Linked DNA regions of Mus musculus: all the other regions are linked to region 3. Evidence: chromatin contacts called from public promoter capture Hi-C data. All regions are on one chromosome and are shown on one strand. Each heading gives the region's core, a stretch centred on a gene start, on an enhancer-like site or on the middle of the called end of the contact. The rest is flanking DNA. Distances are from core to core; before and after follow the strand shown. Region 1 holds the start of Glt8d2 (glycosyltransferase 8 domain containing 2). Region 2 holds the start of Nfyb (nuclear transcription factor-Y beta). Region 3 holds the start of Mterf2 (mitochondrial transcription termination factor 2).

Evidence for each region. Promoter capture Hi-C pulls out the DNA fragments that hold promoters and counts their contacts. Capture Hi-C pulls out chosen DNA fragments and counts their contacts.
Region 1: a promoter capture Hi-C map of pre-B cells shows a contact between it and region 3, with 7 times the contacts expected there. The contact joins the promoter of Glt8d2 here to the promoter of Mterf2 in region 3. A contact is called at or near these places in 2 of 39 promoter capture datasets (liver and pre-B cells) and 1 of 9 other capture datasets (adipose tissue).
Region 2: a promoter capture Hi-C map of adipose tissue shows a contact between it and region 3, with 2.9 times the contacts expected there. The contact joins the promoter of Nfyb here to the promoter of Mterf2 in region 3. A contact is called at or near these places in 1 of 39 promoter capture datasets (pre-B cells) and 2 of 9 other capture datasets (adipose tissue and liver).

Annotation. Positions count from the first base shown.
Region 1 is chr10:82,689,224-82,692,242 of GRCm38.p6, forward strand. Glt8d2 (glycosyltransferase 8 domain containing 2) reads right to left here and starts at 1,427. Exons shown (of 10, transcript NM_029102.3): 1 at 1,266-1,427.
Region 2 is chr10:82,762,756-82,765,956 of GRCm38.p6, forward strand. Nfyb (nuclear transcription factor-Y beta) reads right to left here and starts at 1,386. Exons shown (of 8, transcript NM_010914.2): 1 at 1,249-1,386. It also overlaps a transcript of Hcfc2 not described here.
Region 3 is chr10:85,126,351-85,129,323 of GRCm38.p6, forward strand. Mterf2 (mitochondrial transcription termination factor 2) reads right to left here and starts at 1,677. Exons shown (of 3, transcript NM_028832.3): 1 at 1,612-1,677; 2 at 18-136.

The sequences.
Region 1 (3,019 bases), core at 177-2,676, 2.4 Mb before region 3:
TATTCTGACATCAAGGAAGCAATAAGAGAACGATGTTTCTTGGGAATGAGGAATGAAAACGGTGACTTAGTGAACATGCCTTTCAGAGAGGAGGATGAAGAGCGGAGATGTGTGTGTGTGTGTGTGTGTGTGTGTGTGTGTGTGTGTGTGTGTGAGAAAGAGAGAGAGAGAGAGAGAGAGAGAGAGAGAGAGAGAGAGAGAGAGAGATGGAGGGTTTAGGTATTATTGTGGAAGGATGAAGAAAGCAGGGTCCTGGGGAAAAAACATGTTGGGAGATGAGGAACACTCAAAAACATCAGAATGTCCGGGGCAGGGACCTGTCCAGTTCAGCATGTGTCACTTCTGTGACCTTCATTGTCATTATCAGCATTGCCAGGGAAGCTGGCCCTATGTGCCACATTTACTTTGTATCTGTGTGTCACATGTTACATTGTATCACTTTATTTCCATTTTGCAGATAGGAAAATGTAGGCACATGGATGAGATATGACCAGAATCAGGCTTATGAAAGTCTTCCCAGGTGGCACACAGCCCACACTTTCATTACTGTAGGGCACAGCTCTGTTGTTGGCTGTATCAGAGGGAGAACTAGAATTCCATTATGTAATACCAAAAGGATATTTCGAAGAAGCGCAATACCAAAACATTTCGAGAAGAAAAAAAAAAAAAAAAAGGCAAAACCAACCCACCAGCGTCCTATTGGCCAGCAGGCTGCATAGGACAAACATCCTGCGTCTTTGGATGCTAAATCAAACACTGTGACTCCCATACCACAACAAAACCACAGAATTAACTGCCAGTTCTCTTATTGGGTATGGAGGCCCCTGAAGAGTTTCTCAGGACAGATTCCAAAAACATGAATCATAACTCAGTTATGTCATTTTGGCTCAGAAACAGACTCACATTAAATGCGAACACTGATCTCTGTCATGTCTAACTCCTGATCCCCAATGCAACTTAAAATCCAATGCAAACGAACAAACAAATCACCATTAGGGCAGAGATGGGAGAATAGGGCTAGCCTCTGCTCTGCAAAAATAGCAAGATGTGAAAAGCTTATACAGTGAGCGTCTTGGGTTTGCTGCAATAGAAAGGTTCTTTACGATGTTACATTACAAACTAGGGGGCTTCTGGAGGCTGAGGCTGTGAAGGGGGCAGTCTGCCTCCTCCGAGTTACTTCTCTGAGTTCACAGCAAAATAAACAAGTGGTGTAGACAGAAAGGGTGAAATGGAAAGATTATCTTGCTTGTAATTGCTGTATTTACCTGATGGATGTGAGGGTAGGCTTTGGGCAACTTGGTCCAGAACCGCTGCAGAGCTGAGCATTCAAACTGCGGCTGGCCTCGCGGGACCACTAAGCTGCCTGTTGCTTCAGCTGCTTCCCAGATCCCATTGGAAATCCCAAATGGCTTGCGAGCCCTGAGTGTGCCTCAGCCGTCCACACCCACCTCCGCTTGCGCTTGCGTTGCCTGAATGGCTCGGGTTTCTTCCACTCCTGCAGCCTCTGGGAACCCAAGCCTTGTGCAGGCAGAGGCTGCTCCTGAAACGCTTCCAGATGTGCTCGTCCTGAAGGCAGGGCAGGTTGGCTGGCTGGGGCAGACTTCCTCTCTCGGCTTTCTCTTGCAGTCTGCGTGTGAAACTCTCAGCAAAACAGGGCTGTTCTGGAGTAAAAGCTGCAAACCTAGGGAAGAACAAATGTTTGGAAAGTGAATTTATACCGTCGTGCGTCTAGTGTAAATTTCTAATTTCAGCCAGGTTCTTGCTGAGAATCTTTGAAATCTCCTGTGTGTTGAAATGTTACCATGGCAAATCATGTCTCAGACAACCATCGTCTTTTATTGAGGCTGTGATAAAGACAGAAGCTTCCAGGTGGGGTGTATTCCCTCTGGAGGGGAGAGGCATCAGTCAGGGGGCAGACTTGGTGGCAACACTGCTGTTCTGTGGTTTTGCAGTTGATCCCCAGAAATGTAGGAATGGTACCAGAGCTTTGCCCAGGATCATGGAACATATTCCACAATGGCTTCTCTCTAACTTTCATAAGGAACTCCTCGATGGCTGCCTCCATCACAAGCAGTCACTTCCTTCCAATCACATGGAACTTTGAACATTGATAAAAACAGATTCATACCTTCTGCTTCATTTTGTTCTCTCAGTGTGTTAGGTAAGCTAAATTTTGCTCCACATTTCAGATTCCAGCCAAATTTGGGTCCTCTGAAAGAGCAGCAAGTGCTCTTAACCACGGCCACAATTTTCCAAGTTTTAAATTCTTTCAGCCTTCTCTTCTGTGATATTCCTTGAGCCTCACATAGAGACGAAGAGTTGATATAGAGTCCAGATTAGCGCTTAGCACTCAATGCAGTTGTCATAGTTCGTATCGTTTGGGGAGACTCTGGCCTCCCATAACCATTGACTCATAGGGTGTTATCACATGCCTGGGATTTTCATTTGATAACCATGCCTTCTGGGAGTCACATTGCCCACTCATGAGGGTATCAGATGTGGTAGAGTGGTCCCTCAGACAGGTCCCAAGGCAGTACCACAAACAGGACTGTAGGCTGATGCCTGTTCAGTTCAGTTCACTCCCAAGATCACCTCATCTGTACCTCTCATCTACTCAAGAGGATGCCTGGCATTGAATTATTCTACTATTGGATAAGTGGATGATTGGCATGAGTTTCAAGACTGAAATAGTAACTGTTTTCATAGGACCTACTTCTCATATTAACTGAAATCTCTCTGGTCATTATTTTCGAACCCTTTCCTCTGGTCCCTAATGTATGACTCCCAGTCCCTTTCTCTCCTATTCCTGCCATGCCTTGAGGACACAAGAGGTTTCTTATCTATGACCAGCATTTCCATCTTGTATGGTGGATTCCTCCTCCTTATGATGTAAACGAGAAGAAAAAGAAACTCAGGCCATCAGTGACACCTCAATGGTGCAAGGGTACACTGGAGCTCAGTTGTTAGATTTATTTACTATTGCAGGTTTTCAGTCTCTCCATCTATTAGGAGTTCTGCT
Region 2 (3,201 bases), core at 136-2,635, 2.4 Mb before region 3:
TGAAGGTTGGGTATGTGTATGCATCTTGCTTAGAGTGGGAACCGGGGGAGAGCCTTACCAACCCAAATAGTTGCTAAGTATATACTTAGACTTAATCCATTAAGAATATCTCTCTTCATATGGAAAGCATTTTCTTCAGGGCAGGTTATAATCTGTGTAATAGCTCAAGGGAATGCATACATCTGCTTGGTGTTTGAAGAAATGCAAATCTGTATCCAAGAAAAGCAGATTCCCTTCCTCCAACCTCCTTTCTTTGGCATCGACAACCACAGCTTTGCATCGATAGAATCCTTAAATTAAGCTACAAAGAGCAGTGCAGAGGAGGAATCATTTGCCTTTAAAGGAATTCTGGTTAAACTCTCAGTATCTCATCCATAAAGCTCCTATTTATTAATGCCACTACTACTGACCAGTTGAGCCATCACTTTCTGTTACCGATTAGTTTCCTTACTGAGAGCTGAAGCCACTCGGGTGATTTGTGGCACCATCTACAAAAACTAGGGTCTGTGAAGATTAGCGGGATGCCATTTTTTTTAAAGGTCGTCTGCTACCTAACCTTGTCTACATCAAACAGCCCTCTTCTAGACTTTAGGCATGAAAGGATCTGCGGGTGCTCCGTAAATTCTTTGTTCTCGCAGACCCTCCCGCCCCCCCAGCACGGGTGACTGAAACCTCCGTGCAACCTCCAAGGCTCCCTTCCCACCTTCGGGGCAAGTCCGGGGCGAGCCAGGCGCCAGATGGCTGCATGCTGTAGGCGCGGAGCGGGCCGGGGGCCCGCCAGGCCGCTCGTTCCTCGCAGGGACCCGCCGCCTCGGCTCGCAGGTGCCCGGGCGGCCCCGCGGAGCGCATCCCCCCGCCGCCCGTGCCCAACGCCCGCCGCCGGCGGGATGCGGGAGACAAAGCGGCCGCTCCGGGGCGCAGCGTTCCCCGCCCGCCGGCTCCCCGGACAAAATGGAGCCGGCCCGGGGCTGCCGCCGCGAGAGCCCCGCAGCCGCCCGGCCCAGCCCGACCGCGGCTCGCGGCCCCGCGCACAAAGCGCCCGCCGCCCCGCGCCCGGCCCGGCCCGGCCCGGCCCGAAGCACAGCGGCCTCGCCCGGAGGCCCGGCCCGCCCGAAGACTGCGGACTGCGAGTGCCCCCGACCGCCGCGGCGTTGGCGGCGGGGACGGCGCCGGGAGGAGACGGACATTTCATTCGAGCTAAAGTGGAGTCGGTTTAGGAGCGATCATTGGCCGAAGCGAGACACAAACCTCCAATGCAGCCCTGGTTGGCTCCCGTCTCCAATCGGCTGTTTGGTTGGACAGAAAATGGCTGCGAAGGAACCAGTCCCAGCGCGGAGCTCCACTTCCAGGACTCGGCCTCCCCTCCCTCCGCCGCGGGCCGCTTCCCTCTACGTGACACCCTCCCTCCGCGACGCCCGCGCCCGAGGCCACGCCCCGGTCCGCCCCCGGCCCCGCCCCGGAGCCTCTGAGCAAGGCGCGCGGTCCGTAAAAGCGCGCGGGCGGGCTCTGGATGTTCGCTCTTCAGGGCGTCCGAGAGGCCGGCGTTCTCATCCAGAGCTCCACGCGGAAAGGCTTGCTCTGGCTTCTTTCTCCTTCCAGCTCCTCCTTCCCCACTAACCAGCGTCTCGCCCGCCTGAGTTCAGCCCCGGAGGGGATCTACACCTGAGCTACTTTCCAGAATGCTTTAGGCACCTAATGTTTTCTAGGTATCCCTCCAAGCCACCTCAGGCACACAGCGTTCCCTCTCAAGTCACAGTGAACAAAGATGTTAGTTTTTCATTTTAGCACACCATCCCCTTCCTCCAAGTTTAACAGGTAGGCTGTCCCAGCCGACTTCCACCCTGTACCCTGGTGCTGTGTTCTGGTGTTAGGTCTGCCCTACCAAGTTGGCTTACTACCTAAAGTGCTCATTTCCCAACCAGATAACACTGGGCTGCAAAAACTCATGGCCTCTGTGCATTTAAGGCCTTCCCTGTCGGCCTCACTGAAATCTGGATCAAATGTCCCTTGGCTACCATTCTCCCTTGTGGTGGTGATCCAAAATGTCCTGCATGGCCAGCCACTGCAAAGTACTGCAGGATACCTGCACCCAGATAGATGGAAAATTATTGTCCTAGGACTTAACAAGGATAAGTAAGCAAGACTGAAAGTTCTAGGTCAGCCAGAGATACATTAAGACCCTGTCTTTAGAAATAATAGTATGGCTGGGTCAGGCAGGTGCACGCCTTTAATTCCAAGACAAGGGAGGCAAATCTCAAGGCCAGCCTGGTCTACAGAGTGAGTTCCAGTACACCAAGGCTACACAGAGAAACCCTGTCTGAAGAAACAGAAACTGTAGTAGTAATAATTATAGAAGGCCCTGGTGTTGTGGCTTATGCCTTTTAAACCCATGACTGGGGAGACACAAACAGGAAGATTGGAAATTCCAGACCATCTTGGGCTCCCTAGTGTGTGTGTTCACGTCCAGCCTGGGCTACATAATCGGACTGTATCTCAAAAAAAGAAAAAAAGGTGTTTGGGTGTATATTCCATATAAGTATGTGCATAAAGTATACAGAAAGATTGAAATATGTTATTTATTGATATCCCGCTGTGTCTAGAATAAATAAATATTTCTCAGGTAAATAAGGAAGCAAGAACAAATGAGTCTTTCTCGGTTATTTCAAGAGGAGTTAGGAGCACCACCACCTGAATCTACCAAATTCTAGGACACCCTCCTCTTCCTCTCCCTTCTTCTCTTGTTTTGGTTTTGTTTGTTTGTTTGTTTGTTTGTTTGTTCCAAGGCAGGATGTCTCTGTGTAGCCCTGGCTGTCCTGGATTTCACTCTGTAGACCAGGCTAGCCTCAAACTCACAGTTCTGCCTACCTCTGCCTCCCCAATGCTGGGACTAAAGGAGTGAACCACCACCACCTGTGGGCCCAGGACCCCTTCTTACTAGCCAGATTTACCACTCTGTTATTTCCTTTTAAAAAAAATTAAAGATTTATCTATTTTATGTATATGAGTGCACTGTCACTGTCTCCAGACACACCAGAAGAGGGCATCAGATCCCATTACAGATGGTCATAAGCCACCATGTGGTTGCTGGAAATTGAACTCAGGACCTCTGGAAGAGCATTCAGTGCTTTTAACCGCTGAGCCATCTCTCCAGTTTCTTTATAACAGAAATAATATTAACTACTATGGCTCATTGCAATTTAT
Region 3 (2,973 bases), core at 427-2,926:
TATGCTTTCCTTCTTACCTTATAGTCTCTCCTGAGCGATTTTGTCCTTCTCCAGGGCTTCAGTCAGTCCATTTAGGACTCCTCTGTAGCTTCTAAAATGTGATTCTGTCACCTCTCTGCAATAGACCTCAGTGGCACTTTAGGACAGACATACAATAATTTGTAGAAAAGACTTTCTGCCACCTGAATTCCCATCTCCCTTCCTCACAAACCAGTCACTTCTCAGTCCCGGCGGACTCTGTTCCCACTACATAGTCTCCAAAGACTGTGCTTTTGTCAATCAACTCTCAGAAGTAAGCGTCACTTTCTTAAGGAAATGCCTCTGATGTTTCAGAATAGATGAAGCCCCATGTCCCCTTTAAGGGTGTTTACGGCACCATGGACTGCAATGCTCCACCTGGGATGGCTGTGACCCCTCACGTTTCTGCTTCACTATCCCACACAACCCACTTTGCAGCACCGTGTTCTAATGAACTGTCTCCCTGCCCTTCATGGGCTGCCATCACTGACTCTGGGAAAGAGAGGGGCAGGCAGTTCCCGGTGTGTTTTTTTACTTTATAGTAATATTTATCAATTGTCCATTCAACTTGTAGGGTTTTTTTGTTTGTTTTTTTGTTTGTTTGTTTGTTTTAAGCTCAGGCTGCTGTCAGGATGGTAGGCACTAGCTCTCCTGGCCAAACATTTCATATTTCTGTTGGGATCACAGACCATCTGAGAACTTGAGAGTTACAGACTTTACAAAAAAAAAATAAGGAAGGCCCACACCTTTTTCACTTCAGAAATGGCGTTAGCAAGAACTATGAGCAGCCCATAGTGACTGTGTATGCAGGGGAGAGCCGAGACTGAATACTGTTATTTCCTGTAATGAGCAAACAAAGAACACGATGCACAAGGCAATAACAGCAAATTAACAAATCAGGCTATGAAACAATGCAGAGGGCAAAAGTGAGTTACTTTAGCGCAGCTACACTGCCTTGGAATTAATCTCCAATTAGCTGTGACTTTTTAGGAAGTAATATCACCTTTCTGTGTGGGCAGTGTGGGCATCAGGAACATGGGGACGCTATTCCTTGGTGAAAGATCATGTTAAACGAGTTAATAGTAGTTCAGAGTATTAAAAAACAAAACAAAGCCCTCACATCTACTCCTCATTAAACCATAGTTCCCCTTAAAGATGAGGCCAGGATGCAGGTGTAGCTTGCCCAAGGCTGCCCACCTAAGAATGGCAGTCCTCTTAGCCTTGTGTCCTATGTACAATGATGCTCTTGCTAAAAAGGTCACATAGTCTGCTCTCTTATGCAATCCTCTCAAGCAATCCTGAGGTGAGAAATACATTTTTATAATTAAAACAGTCCTCTCAATAAAACCAATTAAGTTCTGATCTGACAGTTTCAAGTGAATTCCAATTTGTAGGCAAAGAACCACAAAGTTGGTCAGAGGAAGGGCCCTGCCAGGACCGCTACCGTGGCCTCTTATTTACGTGTGCAGCCTCCTTTTTTCAGTGCTCCGAGGTGGAGTGCCTGTGTGGACGTTCTCGGTGGGCAGCTGCTAACCCTGACCCCGGTAGGCAGGCTTGAGGCTCAGCCAGAGCTGGAGAAATAGGGTGGCTTACCTGTGGGCAGCAGTCCAAGCACAGCGGAGAGACCTTGGGCGTTGAGCTAAGTTCCCACCCTGTTCCGCAGGCCTCTCCACTCAGGAAACAGATCCTAGGTAACTGGCAGGGCTTCGCCTTGGCTGGTAACCAATCAGAGCTCGAGAAACTGATGTGCAGGAAGTCACGCCTCCATCCCGAGCGTAGCCAATTAGAACACTGTGTACAGGCTCCCGTGGGAATAAGTGAGCCACACTACAGGGTCTATTGCCACCAGTGCCACCTGGCGCTTCTGTCTCAGCAAACTCTGGTGGTTCAGTCTCTTTGTCCCTTAGAGAACGTTACAACTCGTTGAGAGAAAGAGGCAGGGAGGAGGGGCAGATCAGAACCTGTTGTCTGTAATGTGGAGCCATTCAGAATTCTCAAGTTTAAAACTTTGAAACCTGACCTGTCCAAACAAAACAAACCCCTCACATCTGCGGTAAACACCAGGTCTGATTCCCTAAATGCCATTCATCCTTTTTACCCCTAGATGACTTTGCCCAAATACTGCTAAACTGCCTTTTGCTTTACATTCTAAGTTATTCGTGATGCCCACACTCATAAACCAGCCAACCAAAAGCCAGAATCTTTTTCATCCATCCTTCAGATAAATATTTACAGGCTGCCGCCTCAGCACCAAGCATGCGGAACTGCAGCGCTAGGACCTTGGACAGGGCAACAGGAACTGAAACACATTAACGTGGTAACCACAATGAGAGTGAAGTGCTACCCAGGAAAGAGTCCCCTGTGCCCACCCTGTGCTGTATGCAGTTAGAGCAAGGAAAATGGTGTTTCCTAGGCTGATAGCCCGCCTCGTTACCTTTCTAAGGGTCTCTCACTCAGGTTGACACCTCCCCTTCATGTGGAGTGGAGGCTCCTGATTATGTCCTTAGCTAAGAACAATGCTTGATCCACAGTTAAGAACTCCAGAATGTTAATCATATCTGAAAACAGCCGTGTGGTTTACACTTTGTGGGCTTTAGAGGAACAGAGTCCTGACTCCTAAAGATCAGTTCTGATCCTCAGGCTACTCCGGAATTAACTGAGCAGCTACTACCTAGATGAGTAGGTGATCTATGTCCAATAACCCTTCTTAGCACATCAACACTCTATTCATGGATTTTACTGCACACTTTCTTACAAAAATTTGGGATTCATGGTTAAGATGTGCTATCCTCACTTGGGAAAAGGAAACTACAGTCAAGTATAGAAAAGGAATAAGTGGTCACATCGCAGCATGGGGAAGGATTAGACAAAGACAGCCTGGAATTACACAGTAATCTAGGCCAGTTTTGTTTAGTTTCAGGCACTGTCTCAAAAGCCAACCCACACCCCCCATCA